Linked DNA regions of Sus scrofa: region 1 is linked to region 2. Evidence: chromatin contacts called from public HiChIP or PLAC-seq data. All regions are on one chromosome and are shown on one strand. Each heading gives the region's core, a stretch centred on a gene start, on an enhancer-like site or on the middle of the called end of the contact. The rest is flanking DNA. Distances are from core to core; before and after follow the strand shown.

What was found. HiChIP or PLAC-seq counts read pairs in DNA pulled down with a chosen protein or histone mark.
Region 1: a contact with region 2 is called in an H3K27ac HiChIP or PLAC-seq map of alveolar macrophages. The contact joins the promoter of TYRO3 here to the promoter of MGA in region 2. A contact is called at or near these places in 3 of 5 promoter capture datasets (fetal liver, fetal skeletal muscle and liver), 5 of 47 Hi-C or Micro-C datasets (embryonic fibroblasts, fetal heart ventricle, heart right ventricle and 2 more) and 2 of 2 datasets of contacts at active chromatin or transcription factors (alveolar macrophages and skeletal muscle).

What each region holds. Positions count from the first base shown.
Region 1 is chr1:129,827,764-129,833,864 of Sscrofa11.1, forward strand. It overlaps TYRO3 (tyrosine-protein kinase receptor TYRO3), which reads right to left and starts at 1,632. Exons shown (of 19, transcript XM_021097401.1): 1 at 1,610-1,632.
Region 2 is chr1:129,693,139-129,699,490 of Sscrofa11.1, forward strand. It overlaps MGA (MAX gene-associated protein), which reads right to left and starts at 4,296. Exons shown (of 25, transcript XM_021097378.1): 1 at 4,155-4,296. It also overlaps the pseudogene LOC110259510.

The DNA of each region.
Region 1 (6,101 bases), core at 382-2,881, 130 kb after region 2:
CCTGGACTCTCTGATTCTGAGATACACACCTTTCCACTTGGAAATAGTCACAGTTGCCTACCCTTTCCTACCCTGAGGTGCTGATAAGGCAGGGGGTGCTGTCTGTAAAAAAGGTGCTTGTTCTGTGGCTGCTGGTCTGGCCTGTCTCTTCCATACCCCCTTCATCCTCTCAGAACCAGGCACAGGGCAAGGAGGGGTAGCCTCACAGCCGATACCCGCCCAGCAGTCCCAGGGGTGTGTAATGTGAACTTGGGGATCCCGGGTGCTACAAGAAGCACTTCCTGCCACTGGCAAATGCCTCAGTGGCTATGTGGGAAGCAAGGCTAAGCAAAGACCAGTGCAGCCACTCCAACATGCTTGGTTTCAGGAAGCTCGGAGTGAGCACAGGGACTAGAGTATGCCCAGGTGTTTTCTGTGACTAGGTAATCTCACAGCCCCTGTACCGACATGATGTAAGGGTGCCTGTGGTGCTCAGCCCCAGCCCCTGTGGCTTCAGAGTGAGACCTTCGTGTGTGGGGCAGGCAGAATGGAGTCCCCAGTCCCGGGAGGGAAAAGCAAACAACTAGGAACATCGAGGCGGGAAAATCCTGTCCCAAACACCCCCCGCTGACCACTCAGCGCTCTGCCCTACTCCTCTCCCTTCCACCCCGACAGAAGAGCCCCGGACGCGAGAAAGTTGGGGGCGGGGGCCCCGACCACAGATCCAGGTGCGAACACCCGGCTGCGCCCCCTCCCCCCAGTGCCCGAGCCTCGGCCTTCCAGCTTGGGTCCCCCAGCCCAAATCTCCGGCCCGCCCAGGCCCGGGGTTCGCCCGGCTGCTGTCCCCGGGCTCCGACCCCAGCCGCGCCCCTCCGCAGACCCCGCTTTCCGCCGTCCCCCCGAGCCAGCCCCTACCTGCGGCCGCGGACTCCGGGAGCAGCAGCGCGGCCAGACCCGCCAGCAGCAGCAGCAGCAGCAGCGGCGGCGACGGCGGCGGCAGCGGCAGCGGCAGGAGCCCCGACCGCCCCATGCTCCGCCTCAGCGCCATCGGCGGCGACGCCGCACCATGCCGGGCCCGGCCCGCGAGCGACGAGGGAGGAGGGAGGAGAGGAGGAGCGGCGAGGTGGGGGAGGGCAGCGGGAGGGCGGGGGGCGGCGCTGGGGCCGCGCTCCGAGACCCGCGCCCGCTGCGAGTCGCCGCGGCGGCCGTCAGCCGCACAGGGTCCCCGGGGCCGCTCCTGGGCCACCGCGCTCCTTCCACAGCCGTCGCCGCCGTCGCCGCCGCCGCCGCCGCTGATTCATGTTCTCGGAGCCGCCGCCTCCTCCCCGGCCCGCCCGCCCGCAGCCCGAGCTCGTACCGCCCCCCCGCGGAGCCCCGGGCGGCTCGCTCCGAGCGCCAAACCCGCGGCTGCCAGCACGGTCTCCAGCCGACCTCCACCCACAGACCTCCGCAGACCCGGCTGGCACCCCCTGGCCCAGCTACCCCAATGCCGAATCCGAGGATCTGGTTCGGTCCTCTGGATGGGCACCCCAGCCACGCCCCTCCTTCCCCTAAATACACTCCAGCATCTTCTCAAACCCAACACACTGATCCTTCCTTCGAAATTTTGCTAGAAGCCTCTACCGCGCACCCCAACTTTTCTCCACACTCTGATGCCAGAACCCAGCATCCTCTTCTCAGGACAGAAAGTACCTCAATCCCCTGAATACTCCCAACCATCGGGCCTCCTGAAATTGTCGCGACTCAGTGCTCCCCCCACTGGATCTACTAGGACACTTTCATGCCTCTTTGATGAGCCTTTCACCTATATTCCCCCTATGCATACTCCATTTCCCACCCCTTTATCTCCATGACTTCGGGCCTTCCGTCTTGAGTTTTCCAAGATCTTGGTAATTCTCAGGTTTTATCTGCAATCCCCACGGCTACAGTACATAAGTCAAAGCCCAGTGGCCTGTTTCTTTGGGGCGCTCATTCTTCCTAGTTGCTTCCTCTGCTTCTAGCCTCCATCTCTCAGGATGTGGTGTGAAAGTTGGGTATGCCCTCACAATATCCAGGAAAAATACTAGCTATTATTGGTTGTCCACCTTGCACACAGTAGGCACTCCATAAGTAAACAGACAGATGCCTTGTTAAATGAATGAATAATTGCCTCAGAGCTTGGCCTGCCCCACAGCGAGTAATCAAGGGGGTGGCTGTGCCCACAGACATCCTGTCAGGCAGATACAGAACTGGTTCCAAATCCAGCCTACCAAATGTTCCCCTCCTCTTGCCCTTGCCTCTACTGGTCCCCTGGCGCCTACTCCAGAAGGCTGTTCCCAGAAGTCTTGAGTGGGGAGGAGAGACAAGCCACCCAGCATCCCCCACCGCCACACTTCCATTTCTCTGCAGCCTCATTGGATCTTTCCAGGGATTCTCCTTCTGAGCAGCAAGGGCCTGCCTATTCCTCCTCTTGGCCAGCATCAGTGCTTGTTTATTAATTATACTAATGATAACAACAACAGCAGTGCTGGCAGCAGCCTTGGACCCAGCTGGGGGCGCCCCCTGGTGGCAGCACAGGGAGAAGGGCTGTCAGAACTGGATGGCCGGGGCCTGGGTGTCTTCCTTTAGCAATTTTCTTGGGCACTGTGGGTTGGCTTCAGGACTCTTTCCCAAAGGAAAAGTCTTGCTCCGTTCCAGAATCCACAGCTTCTGAGCTTAGGCTTGGTTGGATCAGGGCAGGCAGACAACAATCTGGGGCTGAAGCCAGATTCACTGGGGCCCCAGCTACTGCGGCAGTTTGGCTGCTGCAGCCCTGCACTTGAGCCCTCCACACTTCTCAAGGTCCTCCCCCACCCCCCACCTCTCCTCTCTGGAGGGGACTTCAAGTTTCTAGGGAAAGGAAACTGTTGACTCTGGCTGATACTGAAAAGACCTCTCCCAGAGGATGTCGAACCTAGAGCCCAAACCCCTGCCTTTCACTTCCTTTTCTTCCCTCATCTCCACAGCCCCACCCCTCATCATTTCCTGAACTCTGATGAGAATCCCAGGCCAAGGACCATCCTTTGCCATTAAGCAAAATGGGCTTCTGGCACATGTCATGGATACCTCTGCATTCTCCACTCACAGAGTTGACAAACTTCCTACCTCAGCTGCAGGCCTGAGGCACATCACTGTCACCCTGGGGCAGCACACTGACCATGTGGGGCCTGGAGCCCTGACTGCCTGCCTCCTCAATCCCTGCTACTGAATGCATCTCAATTCTTAGCATTTCTACTTGCAGGGTAGGGAGAACTGAGGCTTCCTGGTCTTCTGACTTTCCAGCTCCTACATAGAGTGCTTGCCTTCCCAAGCCCTCACAACCCACTCTTCTTACCCATCTCCCCCATCTTTCTCTCTCTCCGGGAATATACTTTAAGGGTATGTGAGCAGGTGTGATTTTGTGGAAGAGGTGTGTAGGTGGGTGAGAGGGTGTGCATTGTGATGTATGAGGGAGGGTGTGCATTTGTGCAAACTCTAAATGTGACTGGCGCTTTGTGGGTGGATGGGGAGAAGATATGTGTGTGTGTGTGTGTGTGTGTGTGTGTGTGTGTGTGTGTGTGTGTGTGACTGGAGGAGGTTGGCTGCCTGTGCAAATACATGCCTGCAAAAATCTCCCTTCCTTTGGTAAATGCATTGCTTGGAAGGAAACTAATCAAATCTACAGGAAATGTATTTGACCTAATGCATGAGCAGCTGTCCCAGGAATTCCTGTCCTCAGAACAGAACCAGAGCCAGCTATGATCTCTCCCAGGGGAGAGGAAGGGCCAAGAGCAGCCCCTTATTATGGGTGGAGATAGCTTGGGCTTTGGCATCATCATGTGAAATACATATCTGCCCAATCTCTGCCTTTTATAATCCACAACTGTCCTAGGAGGCCAGGTATATAGAGAAGACAAGGATAGGAGTTCCTGCTGTGGTGCAATGGGATCGGCAGCATCCTGGGAGCACTGGGACTCAGATTCGATATCCGGCCCAGCACAGCGGGTTAAGGATCTGGAGTTGCCCCAGTTGTATCTTAGGTCAAAACTGCTGTTTGGATTTGATCGCTGGCCTGGAAACTCCACATGCCTAGGGGCAGCCAAAAAAGAAAAAGAGAGAAGACAAAGACAAAATAGGAAAGAAAACCCACCTGCCCATGGCAGCAGAACTTCTCAATGGCAACTTCTAGCAGTCTTAGGAAATAGCTTGCTTCAGCTTTCTTAGAGTTAGGACTCCTCTTTCTGTCCCCATCTCAGGGAGTGGTGGGGGACCAAGGTAATTCATGGGGTCACAGCAGTCTTGCTGGCCCTGTGACCAAGACTATATTCTTTCCCAGCTACTGGTTAAAGAGGTAAGAGTTGGGAAGTTCCATGTAAGGAATGGGGCAGGCTGCAGGCCGTGTTCCTCATCACCTTAGAGAAGGCAGGGAGTCCACAGCTTTGGGGTTAGGGGAAAACTACCTTACAGATATGATGTCAGGGGCACTGGGGCCAGTTGTTGTACCTGCCAAACACTTCTTGCCTGAACTTCCTACACCAGAAACAATGCCACTCCTTATCCAGTTGAGGATGAAGCAGAAAGTAAATTCCTAGAAGGGACCACACTCTGAAAAAGGGACTTTCAAATGATCAGGTTTTTCTCCAAAAGCAGATTTAAAAAGTAGGAAGAGAGCAGTAAGGTTGGGGTTTCTCAAACAGCAGATGGGTCCAAATGTGCAGGAGAAAAATAATTGTCCTCTTCAAAACTGCACCTCGGGATGGCCCTGAAAGGAAGTTTCATATGCGAGATAGTGTGTGTGAATGCCATGTATCTGGCTGGCTGTACTTCTATTTTTTTTGTTTTGTTTTGTTTTTTGTTTCTTTTGTCTTTGTATTTTTAGGGCTGCACCCACAGGCACATGGAGGTTCCCAGGCTAGGGATCAAATTGGAGCTGTAGTTGCCAGCCTACGCCACAGCCACAGCAACACAGGATCCGAGACACGTCTGCTACCTACACCACAGCTCAAGGCAATGCTGGATCCTTAACCGACTGGGCGAGGCCAGGGATTGAACCTGAGTCCTCATGGATACTAGTCAGGTTCATTAACCACTGAGCCATGACGGGAACTCCCCCTGTATTTCTGTCTTTGACCTGCTGTTTTTTTGGTGTGTTGGAAGGGGTGGCCTGCACCTGTGGCACATGGTAGTTCCTGGGCCAGGGATCAAACTTGAGGCACAGCAGTAACCTGAGCTGCTTCACTGACAATGTTGCATCCTTAACCCACTGTGCCACAAGGGAACTCCTATAGACCTGTTTTATTTCATTTTATTTTGCTTTTAAGGGCCACATCCACAGTGTATGGAAGTTCCCAGGCTAAGAGTTGAATCGGACCTTCAGCTGCTGACCTACACCACAACTCATGGCAATGCTGGATCTCCGACCCACTGAGCAAGCCAGGGATTGAGCCTGCATCCTCGTGGATACTAGTCCAAATAGTTTCTGCTGTGCCACAACAGGAACTCCGTGGACCTGGTTTGTTTTGTTTTGTTTTGTTTTGTTTCTCTTTTTGCCATTTCTTGGGCTGCTGCTGCTGCGGCATATGGAGTTTCCCAGGCTAGAGGTCGAATCGGAGCTATAGCCACCGGCCTACACCAGAGCCACAGCAACCCCAGATCCCAGCCGCATCTGCAACCTACACCACAACTCACGGCAATGCCAGATCCTTAACCCACTGAGCAAGGCCAGGGATTGAACCTGCAACCTCATGGTTCCTAGTCGGATTCGTTAACCACTGAGCCATGACAGGAACTCCTGGACTGTCGCAAGACATGTTTCCTTGAAAACTCCATCTTGTCCTTCTTTACTTTATCCCATCTTCTTGTCTTACTTTATCCCATCTTCCTGCTTTGAAAAACAGTTGCAGTACTGGTAAATGACTTAAGCTTAAGAGCAAAGACTTAAAGGCATAAGTGACTTAAGTTTAAGTACTGTTATGTGCCTAGAGGTCAGAGTAAGAGCTTAACCCTTTCCCACCTAAGTGGCCTTTAAATAGTAAAAGAACTTATATAATAGTAAACAAACCCTGTATCCTCCACCCATAGCCACTCCTCACTTGATCTCATCTAAAGAGCACAATAAAAGCAGT
Region 2 (6,352 bases), core at 3,046-5,545:
AAAACTTAAACTATTCATCAGCCTGAGGATAATATTTTAAAAATCAAGACTTCAAAGGAGGATAGCTAGGAGTTCCCTGGTGGCTCAGCAGGTTAAGGATCCAGCATTGTAACTGTTGTGACTGGAGTCTGCTCCCTGGCCCCAGAACTTATGTATGCCTCAGAAGAGCACCCCCCAAAAAAAGGTTGCTAATGTTTCTTATTATTGCTAGATATAAAAATAGGAACCAACTTTCTAACACTGAAGTACTTAATACCAAGGAAAGGTGAAAACAGAATCTCTCCTCTGATTTGAAGTTTATTTTTGAGACAGATAAAATTTAGGGTGATTCTTTTCAAAAGCATCCTCAGCTTTGATGCAATTAAGTTTATTGGTTTCCTAAAACTAACAAGTTTAAGTAATACCTATGAGGAGTCTCTGTGTGGCTCAGCAGGCTAAGGATCTGGCATTGTCACTACGGTGGCATGGATCACTGTCGTGGCATGAGTCCCACTCCTGGCCCAGAAACTTTCACATGCCACAGGTATGGCAAAAACAAAACCACCACTATCTTTTAAAAATTAATCTATGAGGGAGGTCCCTTGTGGCACAGTGGGTTAAGGATCCATCACTGTCACTTAAGTAGTTCAGGTCACTGCTATGGCAAGGGTTCAATCCCTGGCCCAGGAATTTCCACATGCCACAGGAACAGCCAAAAAAAGGCTAATCTATGAAATATCACAGTCTACTGAGAGAAATACAGTTTAGTGTCAAATAAGTAAACTTTGTGCTTATGGTATTTATACACATTTCAAATTTTTCTTTTGTCTAAACAAAAAAAAAGGCAGAAGAGTCAGATTTCCAATTTGAACTCTGTACACAGATGAATGTGGAAATGTGTATTAAGACAAAAAAGTTAGAACTTTCAAGCTTATAATTTACATAAGGTTTTTTTCCACCCTCCAGCCAAGTTATTCCACGAGTTGATCAAAATACATAAAACCAAAAACCTAACTTATGACCAAAACAATCCCTATCTTGAGCCATACGTTGTTACTGATTTACAAACAAGGAATAAAATTTTACTTCACAACAATATTCAAGCACATATTTCACTGCACTATAAGCAATATGCCTATGCTTTTGGAATACTGAATTGGATTTTCCAAAGAAAGGATAATCAATTAAGAAAATTCAGCTGTTTCAGAGACACAAATACCACTCCAAAGTCTAAGATAACTTTAACAAATTGCAAAAATCAAATGTACCCTCAGAAGAGGTGAGCTACTCACAGAGCAATAAATCTTCCACCAAGATTCTAAATATACTATCAATGTGGCTCTCTACAAATACTAAAATTTTGATACATAGATAAAACTTAACACTCAAAAAGCTCTCAGTTCAGCTTTTCAAGATCAAGCATTCATCCACATAAGGTAACTATAATAATGACCCAAGGAAATAAGTTTAGTTGAGGGTAGAAAGATTCTGAAAATGTCAAAATCACAAGATGCAGGCGTTCACATACAAACAAATGCAAATTCACAGAGAAAGTTTTCAGGAAATGTGGTCAATTCCATAAGTAAACTGTTACAATTTCAGAGTCCCTATTCTGAATGTCTTTTCACCAATGACCTCTCTGGGAAATGTTTAACTACTAAAGCCATGACCCTCATACAACTTACACAATACACTGGTTAGTTTACTAGGTAGTTACCTAATTCAACGATTCAAGTACTAGACTAAAAAAAAAAGTACACCAAATTAAAATTCCAAATCAATACCATTACTTGAAAAACACAAAATATTCAAATGCTGGTCAACTTAAACTGAATGTTTCTCAAGTTGCTAAAAATAACCATAACTTTTCACATAACAAATGCACAGCTGTATGGTAGGCACAAAAATGTCAGTTTGTTCCTTAATATAATTTCACTACAATAGCATGGTTAAATTACATTTCTGAAACTTTTGTGAAATAGGTTCAGTCGAATTTCAGTACTCACCAATATACAACTGGCCCAGAAATTTGAAAAATCTTTTAAAAAGTATAGTCTGGATATTAAAATAATCAGAAAATATGCTAGTAAATGATAAAAAGACAGTAAAAATAGCCAAATATTGGTTTTTAATAGTCATTAAATTAAGTTAATAATTAAATGGTATTTGCTGTTTTATTAGGAAGCACTTACTTTGGACCAGACTATACCCTGGAAACTTTATCATCACCACAACTCCAAATTTGAAAGGTAGATTTCAAAATGTTACCCGAAATGCTTTAGGTTTTAAGGCACAGAGTTGCACCTACCTAAGATGATACACCCTCCACTCCTTTCTCTCCCCAAATACTACTCCTGGGAATGATCCCTTAACTGCAACTCGAGCAAGCTCTCAGGTCCCTAAGAGTTGTATATGGAGAATGTGAATAACTAACTTTTTATGGCAGAAATGGACAGCAATCAATAAGCCACTCTGCCTTGGACCAAGTATGGCAAGGTAACCTAGGAATTTCCTCAAATCCCAGCCATGTGTTTTCTGCATAGTACACCCAACCCACTCACCTCGTACAACAGCTGGAGACATAACCCTATGGCAGCAAAAAGCACTAGCGCTCACTTCCTACCCTTGGAGTGAAAAAGCCTCCGACCAGTCACGGAGAAGAACAGTCGTCCTCGACTATTGGGGCCCACATTACCGCTTTTCAACTGCAGAGGCCAGCTAGCCAAAAACCACGTGAAAAAATGCCGCAAGGAAAGCTCTTCCGGGGAAGAGCAGTCCCGACAGATCACGTGCCGCCGGCCGGAACCCGCGGATCGCTCGGCAGGATCCAGTCGCATTCTGTTACCGTGGAGACTACAGAACCAGCAACCCGGCCCTCTCAGGCCTGCCCCCTTTCCCAGGAGCCGCCACGCCACCTTCAGGCAGTTTCTCTGCAGCCTAGCCGCGGCGTCGTGCCCAAAGAAGCAGAGCAGGCAGTGTTTGTCAGCGACTCTGCTGCAAAAGCCCGAGGAACTTTACAACATACACAGGCAGCGCACGGGTGGGCTCGAGAGTTCTTTTGATCCACGTGTCTGCCTTGGCGACGCGAACCCTGGGAGAGTGGTCTTCCCTCAGAAGGAGAGTACTTTTGGTTATTTACGCTGCCATCAGTAACCGCTCCCCCCGCCCTTTTCAGACCTCCAGCACGCTCCCCGCTAATACCCTCGCCAAAAGGAGGCATCTCCAGAGTTCCGAAGATAAAGTAAAAACCTTCAGAGCAAGACACTATCACTTCCCATTATCAACCCAGTTTGAACTAATCCCTAACTTCTCCACACTCTTCGGACACAGATTCCTCAACTTTGGTTACTGATGCTTCCAAGAGATTTATGTCCCAGACCCATCTACCACTGAAAGAGGACTCCTACTTGATAATTTAACAGAAGCAGGAAGCCACACAGAACCAGCCAAAGGCTGCCCCACAGAGGTTTAAAGAAAATAACACCTGCTCTCCCCACCTGTTTTCCCCGCCCTCATTTCTGCACTTAAGAACCACCAGCCCTTTGTTTACCAAGTTCCCTCTCCTTTACAGCTCACTTCCTTGCCCTCCTTCTTTATTAAACTCGCGATCTCGCCTCAAACAACTTGCCCCAAAATTACATACTAAATGAGGGGTTTTGTACAGGTGTCAAAACGAAGCACACAGCTCCTTAGAAAAGCGAGGTCAGCACCGATTCCCTCGGAGTTTAGGAACCCCAAGACCTGAGCTCTCAAAGGTAAAGCACAGAAGCACAGCTCTCGAACTACAGCCCGGCGCGGGGCTGGAAGGCGTCACGCGGATCGTACCATGCGGTGCAGCACCCCACGCACGCGAGGGCAGGGCCGCGCCATGGGCGCTTCTCACCCCGCCCGCCTCGTGGCCGCTCTTGCTGGCGTCGATGTTCCCAGCTAGTTCGCTGCGCTACGCGGAAGTGAGGCCGGGGACGCGCGCGAGGTGACATGCGCAGCCTCGCTCAGAGGACCATAGGCGCGCGCCAAAGGCAGCCCCGCGCAAGGCCGGGCCTGGCCGCGGCGTGCGAAGATCGCTCAGCTGACCGCTTCTCACGCCGTAAAAACACTCAAGAGCTTCAAACTCTTGGAAAACTCCAATTGGGCCAGTACTAAGGAGACGCCCTCCACCCAGGCCCGAGAGTTACCGTGCGGGGCGTGGCCGGCCTCACCCGGAGTCCTTCACATCCCGCTGGGGGCGGGTTATTCTGTTCGGTTCGCACACCGTGTGTCCGCTCCAGCTGAAGAGTCTGCGCGCGCACCGGACGTCCACGTCATCGCGCACGCGCTCCTACCCGCTCGGAGCCCGCCGCGCAAGCGCAAAAGGAGGCGCGAGCAGCACCACCCTCGCCCCTCCCCCAACACCAGGAGGCCAAACGGCCCCGGAGCTGCGACAAGACCCTTGGGACCCGCCCCTGGAGCTGAAGCCGCTGCCTTTCCGGGAGTCAACAACCAAGAAAAGCCTACTGAAGCTTCCAGAATCAAGAGTGGCGAGGCAGGAGGGAGGCACCCCAATTCCCTCAGCGTCGCGCACGAAGCCTTCGTGAAAACTGTGAAACCTTTGCCCGCGGGGCTTTCTCAACTGAACCTTCCACCTTTTCAATTGGGCTTTTCGCCGGCCCCGCCCTGCCGCGCCCAGCCCCAGCCCCACCCAAGTGAGGTTCCGCAGCCCCCAAGGCTTTAGGAGCCCGTCAAATGAATCTGAGATCTTCCTCCTCCTCAAAAGTGCTGTGGGCTTAGAGAGCACCAGGACTTCGGGAATCGTTGAAGAAAAGACCCTGAGATAGAGTTTGCAACATCTACAACCAAAGAACACTAGTAAAGTAGGGAGGAGTCTGAAAACCTCAATGCCCAGTAGGAAGGGAAGAAGAGTTGCTACTAGCTTGCCTGATAAAAAGACGAAAGATGTCTTGATAGAAGGTTAAAACGTGGATATGAGAATTTTGCACGATAGAGTATTATCTGAGCTTTAATGCCCTGATCCTGCGTTTTCAATTTTTGTTTGTTCAAGATATTTAAGCTATGGGTTGCAAACAAAAATCTAACAAGTATATATTGAGTGTCAGACAGTTGCTAAGTTAACAGTATTTCTCCCAAGGAAATATCAAAGATTATCCTTCTTCTTTCCCACCCCTTACCAGCCATTCTTTCTTCTGTGCTAACACTCTAGTAAAAAGGGAGAGTTGTTTAAAGTGAGAGAAAAGAGGCAAAATAGAAGTAGGTAGTAAAAGAGCAGAAACTGTGGTCCAAGTCTCCAAACTATTTCCTTTCACTCTCTTAGAAGAACTGCCAAGTACTGAGAACCTGCTAGGTGGACTTAATGCAAAATACTGCGAAGGAGAATGAGGGGGTTACAAGAAAGGAGCCAATAAGAAGAGGCTTATCCCAGAATGATCTGAGCTGGACTCCAGGCGTATTAGGAATGGTCTTCTTTTTCTTCCTGAGAGGATATGCCACATCACCAGGTGAAAATGTGCTGGAGTTAGCATGGAATGGAAAACATGTAGGCTAAAGTTGACGGACTTCTGAAGTTGCTCTGAAACCCCCATTCAGGCACTGTCAACCACAACATTGGTGCAACAAATGAATAATACCTAAGTTCCAGGCAAAACTGAAAAGTAACAGTTTCTTTGACACCTTCCTCCTCTTCCCTGACCCCAAGAACCTCTTTCCTGGAAGCTGCCTTATCAGAATCTCCCACTTATTCAAGAATGCTATTCTCTCAAAGGTCTAAGGTTTCCTCATACAAAATTTCCATTTTCTGAAGCAGAAATAAAGTCTGACTTACCATTAAAGCATCTGATCATAAGGTAAATGACAACTGGTTAACAACCATGGCTGGTCGTAGTTGCATCCCAAAAAGGATAGTTTAACGCAAATGATATCTCAGTTGGGAAATCTGTGAGGACATCTTGAAGGTGAGGGAGAATGGAGTTTTTCTTTTCCTAGTTTCTCCTCACACCAGGCAAACAGATTATGAAATGCTAGGTACTTACTAAAAATTTTTTTTTCAAGAGTCAGCACTGGATCTCCTGATGGAAAAGGTAAACTACTCATATTTTTTCAAAATGGGGTCTGCCTAATCTATAAAGATCTAGAGATATACTCTCAAGAATCGAAACTGGGAGGTCCCTGGTAGCTTACTGGTTAAAGATCTGAACAGTTAAGGATCCAGCACTGTCATTGTGGCACAGGTTCAGTCACTGGCCCAGGAATTTGTGTGCCATGGGCACAGCCAAAAACAAACAACAACAAAAAAGAATCTGAGAACTTATAAATATTATTTTCATACAGATAATCCAAAAATAATAATACTGCCACACTATTTCAATGGTGTACTTTTTTC